Regions from separate parts of the Sus scrofa genome. Here regions 1, 2, 4, 5, 6 and 7 are each linked to region 3. A link is a contact called in public Hi-C and HiChIP or PLAC-seq data. All regions are on one chromosome and are shown on one strand. The core of a region is the stretch at or near the end of the contact, and the rest is flanking DNA. Distances in the headings are between cores, read along the strand shown. Region 1 has its middle 82 kb from the start of KLF6. Region 2 has its middle 100 kb from the start of KLF6. Region 3 has its middle 120 kb from the start of AKR1E2. Region 4 has its middle 95 kb from the start of KLF6. Region 5 has its middle 21 kb from the start of KLF6. Region 6 has its middle 240 kb from the start of KLF6. Region 7 overlaps LOC102157904 (a long non-coding RNA gene).

Region 1 (2,700 bases), core at 126-2,625, 590 kb before region 3:
ATCTTGAGTAAAGGCTCTTTGCAGTCGAGTTACCTGAATTAGACAAGTCTTTTCGCTTTTTAAGCTTTAGTAAACACTTCCTCCCACACAGACTCAGAGCCACACTGGCCTCTGATTCTCTGAAAGGGAAACGCCCTGCTCTGAGGTTGGGTCCTGCTGCCCTGATCAGCTTTACGTCTCACTTGCTGGAAGGTCTCTGCGTGGGGCCAGCCGGGCCGATGATGGGGAGTCGGGATAACTCGCCCCCACAGGGGTGGAACGCAGCTCAGAGTCCATCCTTACTCCCGGACTCTTGCCATCTTCACCTCCTGCGTCCACCCTGTACCCACACGGCTGGAAAACAAGGTCTACACGGCTTGTCACTTGCTTTCTGCCCCTTCCCTAGAGCCCACCTGCCCACCCTGCCTGTGTCAGGGCAAGCACCCGCTAGCGTCACGTGTCCCCACAGGACAAATCCTTCTGGGTGCCCCGTTTGGGCCGGTCACCCTCCTCAGCAAGAGCAGAGACTGACATTAGGCTTCCTTTCTGGCATTAAGTTTTCTTTGTAAGCTGGAAGTGCGAGCACTGCTTTACTGGTGCCCAGAGAGAAGGGCGAGTCGGAGAACCTGGTGCTTCTGGGTTTACCTGGGAGCCCACCCCCGCCCAGGGAGTCCATCCTAGAGGTGGAGGCTCCACTGTTTTCAGTCTTTTAAACATCAACTCTTTTTTTTTTTTTTTTTTTTTAAATTGTCTTGGTGTGTACTTAACCACTTAACCTATAGAGGGGTGTTAGTTTCAGGTGTGCAGCGAAGTACATCAGGTTTCCATATACAAATATTCACCCTTTTCAGATTCTTTTCCCGTTGGGTTATCGCACGGCTCTGAGGAGGCTGCTCTACAGCCCGTCCCTGTCACTCATCTATTTACACACAGTAACGTGTGTCTGTCGTCCCAACCTCCTAACGGATCCCTCGCTGACACTTCCCCTTCGGGAACCTTAAGTTTGTTTTTGAAATCTTTGAGTCTCAAATATCAAGTCTCAGGAAATGTCTTCTGAGGCTTTTTTTTTTTTTTCCTGAAATGCTTGCTGATTTTTCTCTCTTTCATATCTCCCCATAACTCAGTACTGGTATTTTTCGAAATTGATAGTTTCTCTCCCTTTGAAGAAATTTCAATGAGCTGAGATTCCTTTTTCTTATTGATCAGGAAGATGCTGCCTCAAGCTGCTTTCCTCTGGAGACGGAGGGGTCACTTTTGTGACGGTTTTGAAAGCAGGAAAATTCCGGAGACCTGGCAAAAAGATCCGACCTCAAGGTCTGCCCGCTTAGAGGGCGTTCTTTAGCGATGAGGTAATGTTTGGTGAGCTTCTAGGTGGGACTGAACTTGGTGACCCGACCTCGCTTGCTGGGGGGTGTTTCACCAGAGTCCACGTCAGCCACGAGGACCCCTGACGACAAGGACGGAGATACTGGTCTGACCTGAAAGGAGGCGTTTTCTAACTGTCCCCAGGCCTTCTCTCCACACTCAAGCTGCAGAGGCTTTTCCCTCGCCCTCCCTCTGGCTTTTCCTATTACGAATCGAAGGCAGGAAGGGAAAGATGGCTCAGGTCCTTTCTTTCAAACCCCTACTTTCAGATTGGCAGCCAGCAGCAGAGATAAATGAGTCACTTATTACCGACGTCACAGGGAACTCCAGGCCACAGATACTGTGCAGGGTTTGAAACAGGAGACAGAGAGCATGTGATTAAAGCTGCTCGCTCCATTTAATGACAAGACCCACAACAGACAAGGAATCAGGAGGCACGACAGACGCTCCTCCTTGAGCCACAGAACGAGGGGATAAGGGGACTGGGCTTCAGGAGTTAATGGGCAATGATCCACGGGGTGGGGCGGGGGGGGGTCTCCCTCTGCTTGTCAGTACATTCCATGAAGCCTTACTGCACCCTGGGGGCAGAGCCACCCAGACCGTGAAACACCTTCTGTTGCAGGCTGAGTGGCCTCATTTCCAGACCCTTACCACACATGCTCAAAGCGGTTTGCTGGGTTGCCCACTTTATTTAAGCCATCATCTCACATTTCTAGACATTCCCGGAGACGCCTGTGAATTCAAGGTAGGCGAGGAACGTGGTAAATTAGAACAAGTCCACCTTTCCCTCGAAGGAGAATTTCCTGGCAAAATTGAGCCTTGGGGTCAGTTATAGTCAGGGCATTCCCAAGGCTGGATGACCTCCCAGCCTAAGTCTGCCCCCGGACACAAACCGGTCTCCCCAGACTCCCCTGCCCTGCTCCTTTTTGCTCCTGAGGCTGCTAATCATTTATTAGTCAAATATGCTTGGTAAGGAGTTCCTGCTGTGGCGCAGCAGATGAAGAATCTGACTGCAGCAGTGCAGGTCACTGCTGAGGTATGGGTTTGATCCTTGGCCCTGTGCAGTGAGTTTAAGGATCCAGCGTTTCTGCAGCTTTGGCTTAGGTTGTGGCTGTGGCTCAGATTCAATCCCTGGCCTTCCCTATGCTGTGGGCGTGGCTGAGAAAAAAATGCGTGAAGAATAACCATTGGCTATAGTCACCAAGGAGGTCAAATCACCATCCTTGACCTCAGGACCAGTCGTCGAGGACCTGATAAAGTTATCGGCTACTTCTACCCAGTCAGAGGGCTTGAGGGTGGGTGCCAGGGGGCTCCCTGCGGGCAAGGTCACAACCCACCAGCTTTGCAGCCTCTGTG
Region 2 (2,869 bases), core at 294-2,793, 570 kb before region 3:
CCCGCACCCTGCCTGCCAGTTAGTATTTAGAGGACACATTTTCTTTTAAAAAAAATTAGGAAGGTCTTAAAATATAATTTCACCAACGGAATGAACACAGATGTACTCTGGCTGAAAGCCTAATGCCACACATCCAAAGAAAGAAGCTTCGTTAGGTGCAAATGCTGGAAGAGACGCCTTAGTGTTTCCAGAGAATGTGACAAAAATACCGACTGACCGAGAGGCCAAGGGCTGGACTGGGCGGTGGGGGGAGACCGCCTGCCCTTTGGTGCCTGGCAGCTGGTTTTGCTGTTTCCCAAAGAGAGCTGAGGAGGAGGGTGCAGGCAGAGCAGTGGGCAGCATAATTCCGGGAGAACCGACAATGACCTTCGCTGGGGAGGGTGGCCAGCTCCTGAAGGGCTAGGAGGGCAGATAAGAACGCATCAAACTCCTATTCATTTATTTTGGCCACGCCCACAGCACGCAGACCTTCCCCTGCCAGGGACGGAACAAGAGCCGTGATGGATCCTTAACCCCTGAGCCGCCAAGCAACTCTGTCAAGTTCTTGAATTCTGTGCCTATTTATTCTGGGTGAGACTTTCACTCAGCTCAGATGGAGTGATGATAATGAGTCAGGAATTTATAGGCTAACAGTTCTTGAGCACTTATTATGCGCCAGGCACTGCTGCAAGGGTTTTGAGAGCATCAACTTCGCTACCTGGTCCTTGTAACACCTGCTCCAGTGTGGGCTGTTACTATTAGTCCATTTTACAGATGGGCACTCGAGGAACAGTGAGGTTAAATTGTTTGCCCAAGCTCACACAGCTGGGGGGTTGCCATGTGTGTTCTCGGGCCCTGAGACAGGCGCAGTGATGCCGCGGGAGTGGAGAAGGACAAAGGCGCTTGCCGCAAACCACATTAAAGAGTCAGGTTTGCGTCCACTTGTTTGTCTGGGTGAGGCTGAGAAATGCGTCCACTCAAAGCGGTTCATTCCTTACCTCTCACATCAGTGAAATAAGTATTACATGGTGTTACCTCGTCATCAAAAGCTTTCAGCAGAGTGCCTGCCACACGCATCCAACCTTCTCTCATGTCCAAGATCAAGTACCTACCAGATCATGTTAATCGGCTTTCTCATTTGTTGTATCTAGAAAAAAATGACCTGTCCCTCCCAGGAATGATGAATAATATTGCGTAGAGAGGGAATAGCAGTGTCCGTCCCATTCTAGCAGCTCAATCCTTGTAAACTAGTGTTACTGTTAGCACATAAGAGTCTGTCTTGTACCTTTAGCATGCTCTTGGGTTCTTATCCTTGCTGTGTCATTTCCAAAAAAGTTTCCAAATATTTGTTTTCGCCTCCCTCTATGACATCAGCAAACCCCAGCTCGGGCTCCCTTGCTTTGCCTGTAAAACTCAGACCCTCCTCAGAGAAGAATATGCCTAGTTTATACGCCTCCCTTTCAAAGGGTTTAGACATATGAAACTTCTTTGGGAGGCTGCTGGAAATGCTCAGATGTCATGGGATTGTTGCTCAACCCCGGTCCTTGGGTCTGGGGAGGATGTGCTCTGGGCGTGGAGAAACTGCCCCACCCATCCGAGTCCCGCGGGCACCTCCGGGATGGGCTCTGTGTACCCCGTCCTCCCCACACGCAGAAGCAAGACCCCGCCTTGTCTGAGGAGGAAGCAGGGGCTCAGTGGGGTCAAGGAACTTGCTCAAGACTTCAGGTGACCAGCTGGGACCTGAGACCCTTCCGGCCAATGCTGGGGCCCTGAACCTGCCCCCCTCCCCAGCGCCCGTCTGTAGGCTCCGGGCTCACGCGTGAGCAGCGGGCCAGATGGGGATCACTCTGTCTCTGTGGAAGTCCCGTCAGCAAGTGCCAGGATTGGCCTCATTCTCCAGAGACACTTTGTTAAGAAGATACATTGCTTCTCTCCCTTCACTCGACAGATTTCAATACCCCAAATCATGTAAACAGCAAAAAAGTATTGAATTCCAGGAGATCCTCTCTTTTATTTTGATAAATGATGGTCTTTGGGAAAGGCCCGGCTTTGAGGTGCTGGAAAGCTGGCAGGTGCTCTGGGAGCAAAGCAGAGGGCCCAGGCGGGGCCACCTGCCTCAGCGTGAGGGCCCAGCTTTGCAGGAGTCCGGCGCGTTCGCAGACCTGTAAACCCACTTTCAAGCATGCGGGTCGCCCAGCGCAATGCTGTCTTTTCTCTGGGTCCTCACCCATTTAATTGCCTTCATCCTCAACCAGAGAAAATCCTGGAAATCCGGCGTTGTTTGGCTCCTTTCTCGCCGCCTACCCAGGCTTTTCAGCAACCTCTCTGCCGCGCGTTCCAAACAGGAAGTTCCAGCAGGCAGTGGTACAAATGGCCTGCATTATGTGGGATGTCACCTATTGTTACCCGAACAAAGACATCCTGGAATGAGCACAAAGCCTTCAAATCCGCCAGGGTCTCCGACCCTTCAATAGCCTTGTATTGTATCTGGGGAGTGATTGAGTGAATGGGGTCAGTCCAAGAATATACCTCAGCTTCTGCAACGCTGCTGTTCTTAGGCTGCCAGCACGGAGCTACACAGCACATGCAAATAGCGCTGCCTCGGCTGGGCACACATGCAAAGCAGGGACTTTCTAGACAAATGTGGGGACCAGCCTCTGTATAAATAAGTGGGAGAAAGGGGTTGGGAAGGAGCCCCACCTCGGTGACATGTTAGGAAAGGCAAAATTGCTATTAATTGAAAGTCTTATTCAAGTTTCTCTCTTGAAATGCTCCGCATAGGTCACAAGGTCCCCAAACCTTGAAGGGAGTGTAGACATTTTGTCTCTTTTGTTAGAAGGAAGCACGGGGTTATAACAGGCTATCTGGCTTTCCCGGAAACTGGGAAGTT
Region 3 (2,700 bases), core at 185-2,684:
GTGACAGAGAAACACATCACTTTGCTGCTGAGAGTGGCATTTTAGGCAGAGGCTAGAAAGTAGGCAAAGTCTGCCTTGTGTAACATTTGTCCATGAATCAGACTGCAGCAGAGTCTCACAAAATATTTATTAAGAGAAAGAGTAAACTTAGCTGATCTAATTTCTGCCTGTTAGTTCTTGGCAGTCTGAAAGATTATATTAGTCAAGCTTTCCAAGTTACCCAATAGAATACAAAAATGATGGGAAAATATTCCAAGTAAATACTGCAGAAAACATGTCTTCCAAAGGCTGGAAGATGGCAAGATGGAAAGTTCTAAGGCATAAAAGTCGTACCACGGTACCGCATGTAAAACCAGAGCTTTTAGCAATAGGATATGCTAAGATTTTGACATCCTTAAACTAGCTAAGGCTCTTTGCAGCAAGTAGGGTAGAATATGAGCTTGCAATGAAGTCTCTCCTGAGTCTGTGACCCAGACGTGCTGATGAAAATTGGAGATATGCCCTCTTTTTTTTCTTTTCTTTTTTTTGTTTTTGTTTTTTAGGTCCACACCCGTGGCATATGGAAGTTCACAGGCCAGGGGTCGAATTGGAGCTACAGCTGCTGGCCACAGCCACAGCCACAGCAACTCGGGATCTGTGCCGCATCTGCGACCTACACCACAGCTCATGATCCTTAACCCACTGAGTGAGGCCAGGAATCCAACCCGCGTCCTCACGGATGCTAGTCGGGTTTGTTAACCACTGAGCCGTGAGGGGAACCCCCTGCCCTCATTTTATTTCATGGAGCCCACAGTCAGTACAATGCTGAATCCCTTTTGCAGAGTGCTCAATTCTCATATATTTTGTCATGAAATGTATGTGTTCACCACCCAAACTGAGAAAAAGTATAAATGAAATGAGAAGAGAAACAGAATATAATTGAGTATTTCAAAGCAATCTCCATTTTTGAAAACTATACATGTATGAATGATATGGTATATGCAAATATGATATAAGATATAAATATACATTATATATTAAATTATATAATTTTGGGTATTTCATAATATAATTTTCATTTATATTCATTTTGTAACATTCATTTCATAATATAATTATATATATATACACACACACACAAATACACAAAAACATATAGGCAGAAAACCAAAATATTGTCAGAATATTTATTTCTTGATGATGGAAATTTTAGTGGTCATCCTTGGTTTTGTTTCTGTGGTCCTACCTTAGGTATTTTCCAAATTGTTCACTGAATTTGAATTAACCTTTACAACGATAAAATGTAATTTGTTTCAAGGCTGAAAAGACTTGAAAAGACGGGGAAATCTTCACCTGAAAACTCTAATTGCAGCAATGATCTGAATCAGAGTTTCCCAGCGCCAGGGAAGCACAGCTGCCCCAAATGCAGAAACGTGGACACCTGTGCCCCCTAGTGGCCACCCTCAGTAAGTGTCCGGGGAGCCTCGTCCTCTGTTGGTAGGAATCTCCAGGGAGACTTGTGTTTATAAAACCGGGAAACCCCGCTCCCTCCTCCCAGGCTGGGGACCCACAGTCTACACTGAGAAATGAGGACTTAGAATTAGGGAATATCCTAATCACGGCTAATGAGAGAGACCCGGAAAAAAGCGGCTGCCACCCGTAGGAACACAAATAAAAAGGAAACTAGGTTTCTTTCAGTTTTAAAAAATACATCAGTATATACTATAGTGTGTATTAAAAGAGTATATATTTTAAAATATATTAGTCTATATACTTAGAATATACTACTAATATTAATAATGGTATTAATGTGTAATATATTACATATGTGTATGTAATACATGTACTAATAATAGTCATATATTACATGCACACTTTTATAGCATTTATGTACTTTAGCATACTTTATATCTTTGAACATATATATTTTTATAGTGTGCTTTTTAAATGTATGCCTGTGTTTGTGTCCGTATTTCTATACCTGTAGTTTTACATAGTATTGTGTGTGTGTATACTGCATATGATGTATATATGTAGAATATGTGTAGTATTCACACATGCCTATTTTTACAAATGATTCTGCATTTGTCAGGGTTTTGTTCTAATCAAGAGCCTAAAGTATGACACATCTGCATTTCTAAGTCCACAGCTAGCAAAAGCATTTCTTCCTTTTGAAGTTACGTGCAGCTCCAATTTGCTTGGAAAGTTGACACATCCAAGTTCATCGTCATTGCTGTTATTATTATTTATGAAATTCAGCATTTCCTCAGAGCCAGTTTGGATACAATAAAGTCTTCAGATCTACAGTCTCACGAGCAATTTATTACGGTCAGCAGAGGACCTTGAAGCCAAATGCCTTTCTTAGACCTGCTTTCAGCAGTGCTCATTGAATTCAGTTTCATGCGCTGGTTTGAAGGAAAAATGTGGGCAAGGTGATAAACACAGCCTTGCCTTGGCCGTAACCAAATTAAAACAGCCACCTCAACCGTGGTAGTCAGGGAATCACACAGGCTGAAACAAGAAGAAAAATCAATGTGAAAGCAAACCTACCTACACCGTATGTCCTGATGGCAGATTCTGACTCTGAGACATACCGCAGTCAGCATGAATCCTTCAGTGCCTGTTGAGTTATTTGAAGAGATTCCATCATTATATATTGAAACTTGGTCCAGGCTTTTTTAGACCATATTCTTAAATCTGCTTTAAAAACATGGGACAATT
Region 4 (2,700 bases), core at 6-2,505, 770 kb before region 3:
GTCCCTCCCACAAAGACAGTAATTTGCTTCATTTGAGGAACACATCTTCCTTTTTTCTTCCTTCTTTCCTCCCTTCCCTTTTCTCTATTTTTTCTTTTTAAATATATAATATGAAGAAAAGAAAACTAGTTACAGGTGGACGTATGAGAAAATGTAGCTTTTCAAAACCTACATTTTCTCATACGTCCACCCAATAATCTTTGAAATAAGCACGATAAAGATGAAAGCAAACAGATAAGGAAAAAGAGGCTCAGAGAAGTTCAATAACCTCCAACTTCACACAGCCAACGACTTGTGAAGCAGAGATTCAAGTGTAGGCCTGTGTGGTTTCAAAACCCTCATCTTTCTGTTTCATTAAGTTGCTTCATATATAAAGAAATTGTGAAATATTTTTTTTTTAGAAAGGCAAGTGGCTGTTAGTATTCTTGTTCTATTTTTTCTTTCTAATACTTCTTCTATGTGTGGCCTTTGTCTATTAAGTATACAATTTATAAGCTGTTCCATGTAACAGCATATCTTCCAACAGATCTCATGTTATTATACAGCCATTATAACCTCCTCTTTGTTGTATAAAATCGTCTGTGACTATTACACTTATATTAACAGGTTAAATATTCCTCAGCTGTTAGAAGCCAGTATATCTGATGGACTTTGCCACAATGAGCTGGACCTGCCAGGCTGTAGGTGGTTCCAGAACTGCTCCCTGAATCCATCTCCTTCTGTAGCAAACCCGAGCTGGTTCTACTCACTGGATGGTAGAAATCCAAGTGGCTGATAAGATCATGTTCAGCACCTCTTCAAGTGTGAATCTAAAGCTTCCCACTGGCCAAAGCAAAGCCAATGAGATGGGATGGGTACTCTGCTCATTCTGCTGGGAAAAAGCACGACCCCACTGCTGGAGGGAGTGAGGCTCTGGGAACACCAGTCACCGACCACATGTGCTCAGAGTGGGCGGGATCAGAGTAGCATGTGCGTCTAGCCACAGAACTCAGAGTACAGCTGATGCTATTGTTGGATTAGAGTGTAGGCTACTAATAGCAGTGCTTTGGACTGAATGTTTGTGTTCCCCAAATGCCTATATTGAAGGCTAATCCCCACTGTGATGGTATTGGAGGCGGGACCTTTGAGAGATATTTAGTTTAGATGAGGCCATGAGAGTGGGGCCCCTGTGATGTAAACAGTTCCCTTATAAACAGAGCAAGCGACACCAGAGCACTCTCTCTCTCTCTGCCATAGCACAGTGAAAAGGTGGCTGTCTGCCACCCAGGATGAGGGCGCTTACCAGGAACTGAACCTTTAGCACTTTGACCTCGAATTTCCAGCCTCCAGAACTATAAGAAATAAATGTTGTTTAAGCTACCCAGTCATGGTATTTTATTAGAGTAGCCCAAACTCACTGTACTGGTAGAGACTGGGAAACCAAACAGGTTTAAGAACTATTTAAGGGCATCTGTTGGTGTCCTGGCAGGAAAATGATGGTACAAATGGTACACTGACAAGGGTTAATTGACAAGGTTAATAAAAGGAATATTTACAACAGTATAAGAAGTGCCAAGAAAACCAACAGTAAAGTAGTGCAAACAAGCAATAGTAGTTACAATCCCTTGACCCGAAGCAAGTTTGGCCAGAACCATGGATGGCCACATCCATGGAGGAAGGTCTGCTTTAGGGAGCTTGGCAACAAGTTCACAGATGGCTAAGGCCATGGCCCAGCAGAGAGGGAGCAGGCGAGTTAAACACCCCACCCTCTTTCCTTCTGTGCCTCTTCCTGGCTATACTCACCACAAAGGCCAAGAAGACCAGACAATACTATCCACAGAAGTGAGTGTCTGAGAACACAGACAGGACAGAAGGCGGCAGGAAATGGATCTGGAGGGACATGAGGGCCATCACTAGCATTACCTGTCCTTTTCACCAGTTAGCACGCAAGTCCTCCTTCTTTTAGGTAGAAAGACATGCATACCCAGCACAAGGAAACGCATTTTCCATAAACCACTGTATTCTTATGGAATTTAATCTACTTCCACCCAGAACCAAAGTGATAACGTTATCCACATCCAGAGCCCTTCACGTAGAGTAGCAGGATCAGAAGACATAGGGAGGAAAGAAAGAATGAACATATAATGTGGATGCTGCAGACCTGCCTTTACAAGACCTAAATTCACCTTCCTAGCTTCCTTATTTCACTGAACACGCATGTTCCCCTGCCTTTCAGCTGGCATGTTGGCTCACAGAACCGTTTGGTTGCTTGTCTGTTTGTTTCTGCCTAAATCTTACTGATAAAGGATGCAAATTACTTGATGGTCCTGCATTTACCGAGTTCCTATCAATCATCATGATGGGACTCAGGAGCAGCAGGTAGCAACTCAGTGAATCCCCGGGTTTCAGAGACGATCTCCTGCACCTCACCGTGTGAAATCAGTCCCAGTGACAGGTTCATCCTTTCAGGTCATGCATTGACCTCCTTCTATGCCCTCAGTTCCGTGAGGTAAGGAGTCCAAAATGGCCAAGGGCAGCCTTCCCTTTGAACCCGGGAAAACTACAGCTGTGTTCCCAGGAGCACTCCTCCCTTGGACACCAAGGCTCCAGATTCTGCAAGACTGCAGAGATGGGAAGCAAAGTTCTGAAAGTGAAAGCGATATGCTGAGAGTCAAACAGCACTTCTGCATCTACTCCTTGGCTCCTGGACCCACAGTTTGG
Region 5 (2,700 bases), core at 197-2,696, 690 kb before region 3:
GCCAAGCTGTTAGGTCTCAACCTTGGACAGTAAAGAGCCCCAAGAGCTCCCCAGCGAACCCCCCAACCACAAGGCAAAGGACTGTTTCTAAGAGTGGCCCCTGTGGTTCAGGCTCTGTCCTAGGAGATACTCTAGGGTCTGTGTCTTGTGAAATTTTCAGGCTTCACAGGGAGAAGCACTGGCAGAGCCCTGGGGGCTAAGGGAGGAAGGGCCAAGGACAGTGAAGGACAAAAGAGCAAAAAGGGTGATTGAGGAAGACCGCCAGGCTGAAGTCCTCTGTCACGGTGGCCCCACGCCGCTTCCTCCTGATGGAGCTTTTGGGCAGGATGTGACTTGGAAGGGAGCGACCACTGTCCTTTCCTCCACCCCCCACCCCCACCCCCGCTCCCCGTGGAGGCGGGGGGGGGGGGGGAGGCGGGGAGCAGAGCTCTGTGCATCTCGCTCACGCGGGCCCATCTGCAGAAGAGGCAGGATGCTCCGAGGTGGGTCCCGGGTGCTGGGGGGCCGTGCCCTCCCTCTTTCCTTCCCCGGGATCACAGCCAGGGGCCCCCGCGCAGCCCTGAGGTGGATTCGAGAAGCAGACCTCGGGCAGCACGGGGCTCAGAGGCCAGAATCAGAGCTGACGCTGCCTGGGTCCTTCCCGTCACTCTCCAGGATGAGATCATTGAGACAATGGTTCCTAAAAAATAAAAGGGCCTTTCTGTTTCCCTTTCCAAATATGTTCTAGGACATTCTCAGAATGCCCCGGGGGATACGTGCTCTTAAACTTTCAACATGGTGAAGGCCTGGGAGGTGGTGGACCGCGACAAGAACGCTGGGAGTGTGACCAGCACAGGCCCGGAGGCGCCCATGGCCTCATCTCTCCGCGTCTGAGCTCCCGGTTTCATGCTCAGCCAAGGAATTCGAGCTTCACTTTTAGCGTCAGGGAGAAAACTAAAGATTGGTATTGACCAGTACCTTCTTTTTCAAAATGCACACAAAACATGCATGTTTCTCCTTACTCTTTCTTTTTTTTTTTTTTTTTTTTTTTTGAGGTTTTTGCTGCACATTTAGGAGTCAGAATCTGCATGATATTTAGGATGAAGAAAGGTTGAGTTTTTAATCTCAGAGCACAAGTTCTCGGGTAACTTTCAAGTTCCTCAGAATCTTCTGATTTTCCATCTGGTTCGAAACCTTAGTTCCATGTGCAGTTGGCAATGGCATTTTCTCCCACTAGCGACTTCTGCATTTGCTCTCCAGCCTTCAGTTGTGTGCGTGGCTGTGGGCATGGGTACGAGCACCCTTTCGGGCGCCCAGACCTTCGCGTGCTCAGGTCCCCGTTGGCAAGGGCTCCTAGAGGTGAACCAGAGTCCTCCCTCCAGGCAGGAGGCACAGGCACGGCCCCGCTCCTCAAAGTGCCGAGATCCAGGCAGTGTAGACGTGCAGAGAAGCTGTTCTCGGGGACATACCCAATACAGGAAATGAAAGACGGAAACGATGGTTTCAACCAAGTGAGAGCAGAACTGAAAGTCTGCAAATAAAAATTACAGATCCTTAATCACAATTTTCTCTCCGCACAGGCTGTATAAAAGCGTGCCATTCTCTAAGAGGCTTGCCATGTTTTCAAGACCTCTTGAGTCGTCGTGACTTCTGCCTCTTGACTTCGATTCGACTCCGCAAGCAATAAAACAGTAAAAGCACCTCATTTCCTGCTCTCCATGTACTGCATTAAGGAGGTATTTCTCCACCAGAGCTGCAGCTCCGAGGACCCTTCTGCCCGCCCGGCCGGGCTGCTCAGCTGGGTCCTCTCTCCAGACTTTCTTGAGGAAGCAGAGAAGCATCTCAAACCCCAGCTTTTTGGTTCATTTCTATGCCAAACATCTGGGGCTTGAAAAAGAACTGTGCATGGAGATAAAGTCACCACCGACTCTGTGGAAAGGAGCATTAGGCAAAAAAGAAGTCGGACACATTAATTAAAATGGAAGACTAAATGAGCTGCAGAAAAGGTCGTGAGCCAGGGTCCCCGTGTGGGATCCATCCCCTTCGGTTAATTCTCTCATCCTTCGGGTTCTTGCTTTTGACCTGCTGAATTTGCAGACTTAGGAAACAGGACATACATGCAAACAAGTTCCGGCAAGCAACAGCTCGCAAACAAGATGTTGCAGTGAAGGCTCAGAGAGGTCGAGGGACTCACCCACAGCCACACAGCTCAGACGTGGCCAACAGGGCTGGAACTCAGTTTCCAGCCCATCTCATTCTCTTGCCCCACAGGGCCTCTCAGGGCACAAGTCACTGCCTGACAATCCAGATTTATGTGGACATGCCTTGCATTTCTTCAGGGAGCCTCAGCCAGGCCTTCCCTCTTCTGTGAGGTCAGGGGTGTGGCACCTCTTGCATGTGTGCCCAGGAGCTTACGGAGAAACGTGTCCGGCCACTTTCCCGAGGCTTGACAGATTTTCCCACAATGGCGTGAATGGACAAGAAAATGCAGCTTTGCTTGACGGCCCCACCCCAGTGCCCCTCTCCTGACTCACAAGCCACCTGGGGTGCCAGCCCAGGAGACCCGGGTCACTGCCACGCCTCGATGAAAACCTGCTCCCCGTGAGCCTGGCTAACACCCCAGTTATTCGGCATTGCTGAGGGGTCACGGACAGTTTAGCTGTTAAAGGTCTGGGTGATGGGCTGGGGTCAGGGACACGGGCATGCTGGGCCTTAGGGACC
Region 6 (2,700 bases), core at 21-2,520, 920 kb before region 3:
CGACTCAGCCATGGAAAATGGAATGTTGCCATTTGCAACAACAGGATGGACCTAGAGAGTATTGTTTAGTGAAATACGTCAAAGACAAATACTCTATATTGTCACCTAAAAAATAAAACAAAAGGATGTATTCAAGAAAGCAGAAGCAGACTCGCGATATTGAGGACTCGTGATAATAAGTGGGGAGAGGACGGGCCATGGGCAAGACGGGGATGGCGCTGAAGAGGCACAGCTGTAACGTACAGAGTAGGCTGCAAGGGCACACTCCACAGCGAGGGAGCAGAGCCGTTACGTCGTGATAACTTTAAATGGAGTTTAAGCTATAAAAATTCGGAATCACTCTATTGTATACCTGAAACTAATATAATACCGTAAATCAACAAGTGAGTTTTCAAAAAAGAAACAGGATTTTCTTTTTAAAGAAAGAAGGCTGGATTTCCTGCACGTGGGCTTTTGCTTGGTACCTCATCTGCCCTCTCCTTGTGGTGGATGGACTCAGGAGGGCACTGGCGGTCCCTGTCATTTGGGGCCAGATGTGGGGAGTGATCCTGTCACAGAGAGGAGGGAGGCAAGAGGACTGGGAGGCCGGGCGTGTCCTGGATGGCTGAAGCCTGCTGGACGCCCGGCCACGGGCGCCTCCCTTGGAAGGGTGATGCTGGGCCTCCGCGGACCCCGTTACCCAGAAGGGAAGGGGCGGCTGAGCAGGCGACATGCTCCTCAGGAAATCTCGGCCCAGCGTCAGCCCGAGCGTCCACTCCGGTAAAGCGGCAAGAGCGTCCCCCGGGCAGCGTTCCATGTCATCTCATCTGCTGAAAAACGAGAGGCGGCTGGGGACGTGCAAGGGGCTGTGCAGAAGGCCAGGTGCAAGCCCACCTTGCTCCAGGCTGACCGCGGCCGGCTCACAGCCCCCTCAGGTTCAAGGGGGGACTAGAGGACTGGTTCTGAGATTCTGATGTGGTTCCTGGAGAATCTGAAGACTTCAGCAGGGGTTTCCGGGGGGGAGTCAGAGACTCAGCCCAGAGGCTGCCTGGCCATCGAGCTGCACCCGGGCCCAGCCTGAGGGAAGGCAGGACACCGGCTACAGCCCCTGGCCCAGGCTGGTCACTGCGGCACGTCCCTAAACACACCATCTGCTAAAGACATTCAGCACTTTTAAAACTCTACGAACTGTACTGTTTCTAAAAATATCATGCCAGCTTCACAGCTAAATAAAACTCGCTTTCCAACGATGAGTCAAATGCATTTTGCATCAATGGCTCCGCATACTTGAGGATCTGAGTTGTTTCTCCGATGATTCGTTTGTGGTGAAGATATTTTTCCATGTCACTGATCCAGTGGAGCTCATTTCTAAGAAATTTCTAATTTCCCTGGAGTAAGATGAACGCCTCAAAGTCAAAGAAGAAGGATTTTTCATTCCATCGTGACTTCGGAATCTTTTTCAAAGCTGGCTTTTTGCCTTTGAGATCAAACTTTGCTCAATCCAGTCTCAAATGTCTTTCTTTTCATTCTGTCTCTACCCAGCTCTTGTTAACTGATGCAAACTCCGAGTGTCAGTGAAAGCCGCCGGCCGCACAGGCATCCTCTGAGACACTTCTAAGGGCTCTCGTTTCTCTCTCTTCATCTCCCATCAACTCTTAAGTTTTTTCTCAGAGTAAGTCTGCCCCCTCACTCCACGAAAACATGCTCAAGTTTATCATTATTATTACTGTCCTTCTGGCACTGATTAAGTCTCCCAGGGACTTCCCAGGTCCCCTGTCTGATGGCTGGGTGCCTGTTAGACTGTCCAGGAGTGGCTTCCGCCATCCGAGCCAGCATAATGCCGCAAGAAATAACTGCTAGATTATAATATTTGGGAATCTGAAGAGAGTTATTGCTGTCATTTAGATCAAAATTTGAAATGTCATGAAAAACACTAAAAACAAGAAAGAGGAAAAAAAGAGTGTGAAGAAGGTCTTTGACTTTCCAAAGGATTGTTTAATAATTTAGTTCCCAGTCGATCAACTAACCACGGTTGTGGTGACTTCACACCCACCTGAGAAGCAGCTGGGGACATACCTTATAAATGGAAACAAAAAAATAAATGATTTTCTCTCCCTTCTCGGGCCACTTTCCCATAAGATAGGGTTATAAGAGGCTACGAAACCGCATCATGACTTTATGCTAGCTTCATCCTTCATTCCCAACAGCCTGTAACGGAAGGGAATGAGATAATTTACACATACATATATATATTCTGGGACCATCTCTCTAGTAAGGCGTGACCAGGCTGATAGTGTGTGAGCGTGTGAGCAGCTCTAGGGTATCTCCACGGCTTTAGGGTGCCCTGTGGTTGCCCCCTTAGAATTAGTAAAACAGGTATCTGTCACCCCATGTGGGCTTTCCTGGGAGTTCTTTTTCACACAGTTAAAAAGAAGTTAGGGCACTAATCACTGCTGTAAATCAAGGACACTTCAATACAAAGGAAGCCACGCCCTCCTCTTCCTGAGAGGGAGATCTTACTAGGCAAGTGCGAATGCACATTTCAAACTTGTTTTCTTTGGTCTGTTCACTTGGAAATTTTATTTCCCTGAATTATTCTGTTGGCTTTCTCTTTTTCCTTAAGAGTGCTATTTTTTTTTTTTTTTAACGTGTGCAAGTGGATTATCAGAAAAAGCCAGCAAATGAATGTTTTCTTTAATGTGCATTTTTGGCTTTTCTTTG
Region 7 (2,700 bases), core at 59-2,558, 740 kb before region 3:
TTCACAACAGCCCAATTAAAGAGACTTTGTTGGGTCCAATTTGCAGGTGAGGGGACAGTGCCCAAGGGAAAGTGGGGCCCGGATGTGGGAAGTGGGGGCTGAGGTAAGGACTCCGGACTTGGGAGTGATGAGAGCAGGAAAAGGGAGCTGACCCCAGGTCAGATACCACACTGACCACAAGACAGGGCCCAGTGGAGAAAGGAGAGCAGGCTGCACAGGAAGACAGGGGTCACATGAGCGGGACACCGTGCCAGTCCTCCTCTGCTCCATCCAGGGACTGCGGGTGTGAAAGACTCACTGACCATGGGGTCAAGGGGCTGCTGAGAAGGGGCCTAGGCTGATGGCCACAAAAAGACACATGTGTCTCAAAGTCACCCTTCTTCTGGGCAGCAGCCTTAGCCAGAGGAGGAAAGAGCTGACTAACTCCACTGTGCATTTGTTTCCTACCTGCCCCCTGTAGGTGTTCTGGGGGTGGTACTAGAAACTGTTATGGCTATCCTGCTGGGATGTGGTCATTCCCAGGAAGCAGTACAGGGATGACGGGACGGCGGCCCACAGCCAGACAAGCCCATTATGGAGATGAGAGCTACTGGGGGCTTCCCAAGAAGCAATTTCAGGGAAAACATCCAAGAGCCACTTAAGGGGGACATATGATAAAGATGAATGATAAAAAGGACAAGATAGTGAATCCCAAGAGAGGTAGGCAAAACCAAAGCCATATAGAGAGAGATGGACGCTGATGGGTACAGACCTACACCAGAGGGAGACATGAACAGTAGGCCAGTGTTTACAGCCAGTACGGATGAAACTCAGGCATTTCATCTGGAATTCAGGGTTCCAAGTATTTATGCAGTAAGTTTTAACAACAACAACAAAAAAAGGTGCAATAATGAATAAAATTTACTCATCCCCGAAACAATGTATTACTCTTGTCATTAAGAAAAAAAAAGAAAAGAAAAGAAAATGAAGACCCAAGTAGTCCAGTGTCACGTGATTAGGCCAGGACACAAGCGCACTTAGGAAGAAGCACCCCCTTCACGGGATCTGCTGGTTAAAGGTTCACTTCCAATTACAGCTAAATGTGCCAAATGTTCATTCCAGTTCAGCAAAAGCTTCCTCTGAACTGTATGGATTTATTTCACATTAATCAGCTATTGTACTCAACATGCTAGGGTGAGAGGAGTCGTTTACTTGATCAAGTCAGGCGATACGGAGCACAGACAGGCGTTATTAATACCACTTATCATCCCAAGCTCTTAGCTTGCTAAATATGTGAATCTTGTTACCACGTGGTTATCAAGGCAGAGTTATGAAACGCCCCAGGGCCGACTCTGCAAATGCAAGTCACATATTCTGCAGGAGGTTCTGGAAGAGGGGCTGAATTCTATTCCAGGAAGCAGAGGAAGTGTCACAAGACAGACATGCGCCAATTTGAACTGCCAAGTGGACCTCTTCCCATTTTACATACCCCGTGGTTTCTAAATAATGCACATGTCAGCTGCACGGATACTAGACGCCACTATGGGTTCTGACAGGCTGCCCCAATTCCCATCAGTCAGGGCCCATGTCTCCCAGGAAACTCAAAGTGAGATTGGGGAAGGTAGCCAAGTGGTTGGGACTCAGCTGGAAAGTGGATTCTGGAACATCCAAAGTCTGAGAGACTGGTTCAAATTGAGAGAACTATGGAGAGAGTCTGGAGAACTGACAGGGGCATGGTAGGATGAGGCAGCTTCCAGTTAGAAGGCCATACTCAATCCAGCACTCTTAGAATGGCCTTTTTGATGCAGAAGTCCAGATGCTAAGGAGAGAAGCTCTGATCTCTCAGTAAAGAAGGAACACTCTTGCTCTGTGAGCCTGGGGAGGTCAAAAACTAAGTTGAAGATGAGATTATTTCATGTGGGCATATTCTTCAAGTCCTCCTCTTTCTCCTGAAGGCCAGCATCATCAGCACACACTGCCTTCATTTCTGATGCTTTCATCACACCATTTTTCTATCAGACAGAACAGTCATTTCCCAAAATCTCCAACCTGGATACTTTGTTCCCAAGATATATCCATTCCCTCGTATTTTCAATACGCCACCACAGCATGACTGGGATGTTTTAAATTCACACCTTCCCAGCTCACACTTCCATCCCACTAAAGGATCTGGTATGCCTGCAGAGCAGTAAATTTCAGTTTTTAAAATTGTTGTTCTCTAGTGCTTGTGAGTCATGCAAAGGGCAATGGCTTGATGGTTTTATTAAATGTACAGGCACCACGGTTTGAAAGATGTAGGGACTGAATGTCTGTGTCCCCCCAAAATCCGGCCCTTCAATGTGACAGTATTAGGAGGGGCCTTTGGAAGATGATTAGGATTAGCAGGGTCAGGAGGGTGGGGCACTCACAGATGGGATTAGTGCCTCTAGGAGAGTCTGGGGAGAGCTTGCTTTGCCCTTCTCCTGCTCTCTCAGCCATGTGAAGATGAAATGAGAGGCTGGCATCTGCAACCAGAAAGAGTTCTCCCCAGATCCCACTCTGCTAGGCCCCTGATCTTGACTCCCGGCCTCTACCATCATGAGAAATAAATGTATGCCTTTATAATCTACCCAATCTGCCATATTCTTGTTGATACAGTGTAGCGGCCACAGCTGTCTTAGAGTATCCAAGAGTGTTCAACCTCCAGATATTAGATTAGACCTTAGGGAAAAAACATGCTAA

What was found. A called contact is a pair of places that touch in the nucleus more often than the background predicts. HiChIP or PLAC-seq counts read pairs in DNA pulled down with a chosen protein or histone mark.
Region 1: an H3K27ac HiChIP or PLAC-seq map of skeletal muscle shows a contact between it and region 3, with 7 times the contacts expected there. The contact joins two enhancer-like sites. A contact is called at or near these places in 4 of 47 Hi-C or Micro-C datasets (fibroblasts, heart right ventricle, retroperitoneal adipose tissue and 1 more) and 2 of 2 datasets of contacts at active chromatin or transcription factors (alveolar macrophages and skeletal muscle).
Region 2: a contact with region 3 is called in an H3K27ac HiChIP or PLAC-seq map of alveolar macrophages. The contact joins two enhancer-like sites. A contact is called at or near these places in 1 of 47 Hi-C or Micro-C datasets (embryonic fibroblasts) and 1 of 2 datasets of contacts at active chromatin or transcription factors (alveolar macrophages).
Region 4: a contact with region 3 is called in an H3K27ac HiChIP or PLAC-seq map of alveolar macrophages. The contact joins two enhancer-like sites. A contact is called at or near these places in 1 of 47 Hi-C or Micro-C datasets (embryonic fibroblasts) and 1 of 2 datasets of contacts at active chromatin or transcription factors (alveolar macrophages).
Region 5: a contact with region 3 is called in an H3K27ac HiChIP or PLAC-seq map of alveolar macrophages. The contact joins two enhancer-like sites. A contact is called at or near these places in 9 of 47 Hi-C or Micro-C datasets (brain, embryonic fibroblasts, epiblast stem cells and 6 more) and 2 of 2 datasets of contacts at active chromatin or transcription factors (alveolar macrophages and skeletal muscle).
Region 6: a contact with region 3 is called in a Hi-C map of retroperitoneal adipose tissue, with 2.1 times the contacts expected there. The contact joins two enhancer-like sites. A contact is called at or near these places in 5 of 47 Hi-C or Micro-C datasets (embryonic fibroblasts, mesenteric adipose tissue, omental adipose tissue and 2 more).
Region 7: a contact with region 3 is called in an H3K27ac HiChIP or PLAC-seq map of alveolar macrophages. The contact joins two enhancer-like sites.

What each region holds. Positions count from the first base shown.
Region 1 is chr10:66,405,111-66,407,810 of Sscrofa11.1, reverse strand. No RefSeq gene overlaps it. Among named protein-coding and RNA genes, the nearest start is that of KLF6, 82 kb to the left of the region's middle. Within about 2 kb of position 1,375, at least 28 of the 83 cell types and tissues checked have an H3K27ac peak or open chromatin away from gene starts, as enhancers often do. A contact at or near this core is called in retroperitoneal adipose tissue, skeletal muscle and subcutaneous adipose tissue, where this site is marked.
Region 2 is chr10:66,386,580-66,389,448 of Sscrofa11.1, reverse strand. No RefSeq gene overlaps it. Among named protein-coding and RNA genes, the nearest start is that of KLF6, 100 kb to the left of the region's middle. Within about 2 kb of position 1,543, at least 9 of the 83 cell types and tissues checked have an H3K27ac peak or open chromatin away from gene starts, as enhancers often do. A contact at or near this core is called in alveolar macrophages, where this site is marked.
Region 3 is chr10:65,815,700-65,818,399 of Sscrofa11.1, reverse strand. No RefSeq gene overlaps it. Among named protein-coding and RNA genes, the nearest start is that of AKR1E2, 120 kb to the right of the region's middle. Within about 2 kb of position 1,434, at least 29 of the 83 cell types and tissues checked have an H3K27ac peak or open chromatin away from gene starts, as enhancers often do. A contact at or near this core is called in alveolar macrophages, liver, omental adipose tissue and 3 more, where this site is marked.
Region 4 is chr10:66,581,791-66,584,490 of Sscrofa11.1, reverse strand. No RefSeq gene overlaps it. Among named protein-coding and RNA genes, the nearest start is that of KLF6, 95 kb to the right of the region's middle. Within about 2 kb of position 1,255, at least 9 of the 83 cell types and tissues checked have an H3K27ac peak or open chromatin away from gene starts, as enhancers often do. A contact at or near this core is called in alveolar macrophages, where this site is marked.
Region 5 is chr10:66,508,532-66,511,231 of Sscrofa11.1, reverse strand. No RefSeq gene overlaps it. Among named protein-coding and RNA genes, the nearest start is that of KLF6, 21 kb to the right of the region's middle. Within about 2 kb of position 1,446, at least 23 of the 83 cell types and tissues checked have an H3K27ac peak or open chromatin away from gene starts, as enhancers often do. A contact at or near this core is called in alveolar macrophages, liver and omental adipose tissue, where this site is marked.
Region 6 is chr10:66,730,756-66,733,455 of Sscrofa11.1, reverse strand. No RefSeq gene overlaps it. Among named protein-coding and RNA genes, the nearest start is that of KLF6, 240 kb to the right of the region's middle. Within about 2 kb of position 1,270, at least 14 of the 83 cell types and tissues checked have an H3K27ac peak or open chromatin away from gene starts, as enhancers often do. A contact at or near this core is called in retroperitoneal adipose tissue, where this site is marked.
Region 7 is chr10:66,559,064-66,561,763 of Sscrofa11.1, reverse strand. All of the region lies in intron 1 of LOC102157904 (a long non-coding RNA gene), which reads right to left. Among named protein-coding and RNA genes, the nearest start is that of KLF6, 72 kb to the right of the region's middle. Within about 2 kb of position 1,308, at least 13 of the 83 cell types and tissues checked have an H3K27ac peak or open chromatin away from gene starts, as enhancers often do. A contact at or near this core is called in alveolar macrophages, where this site is marked.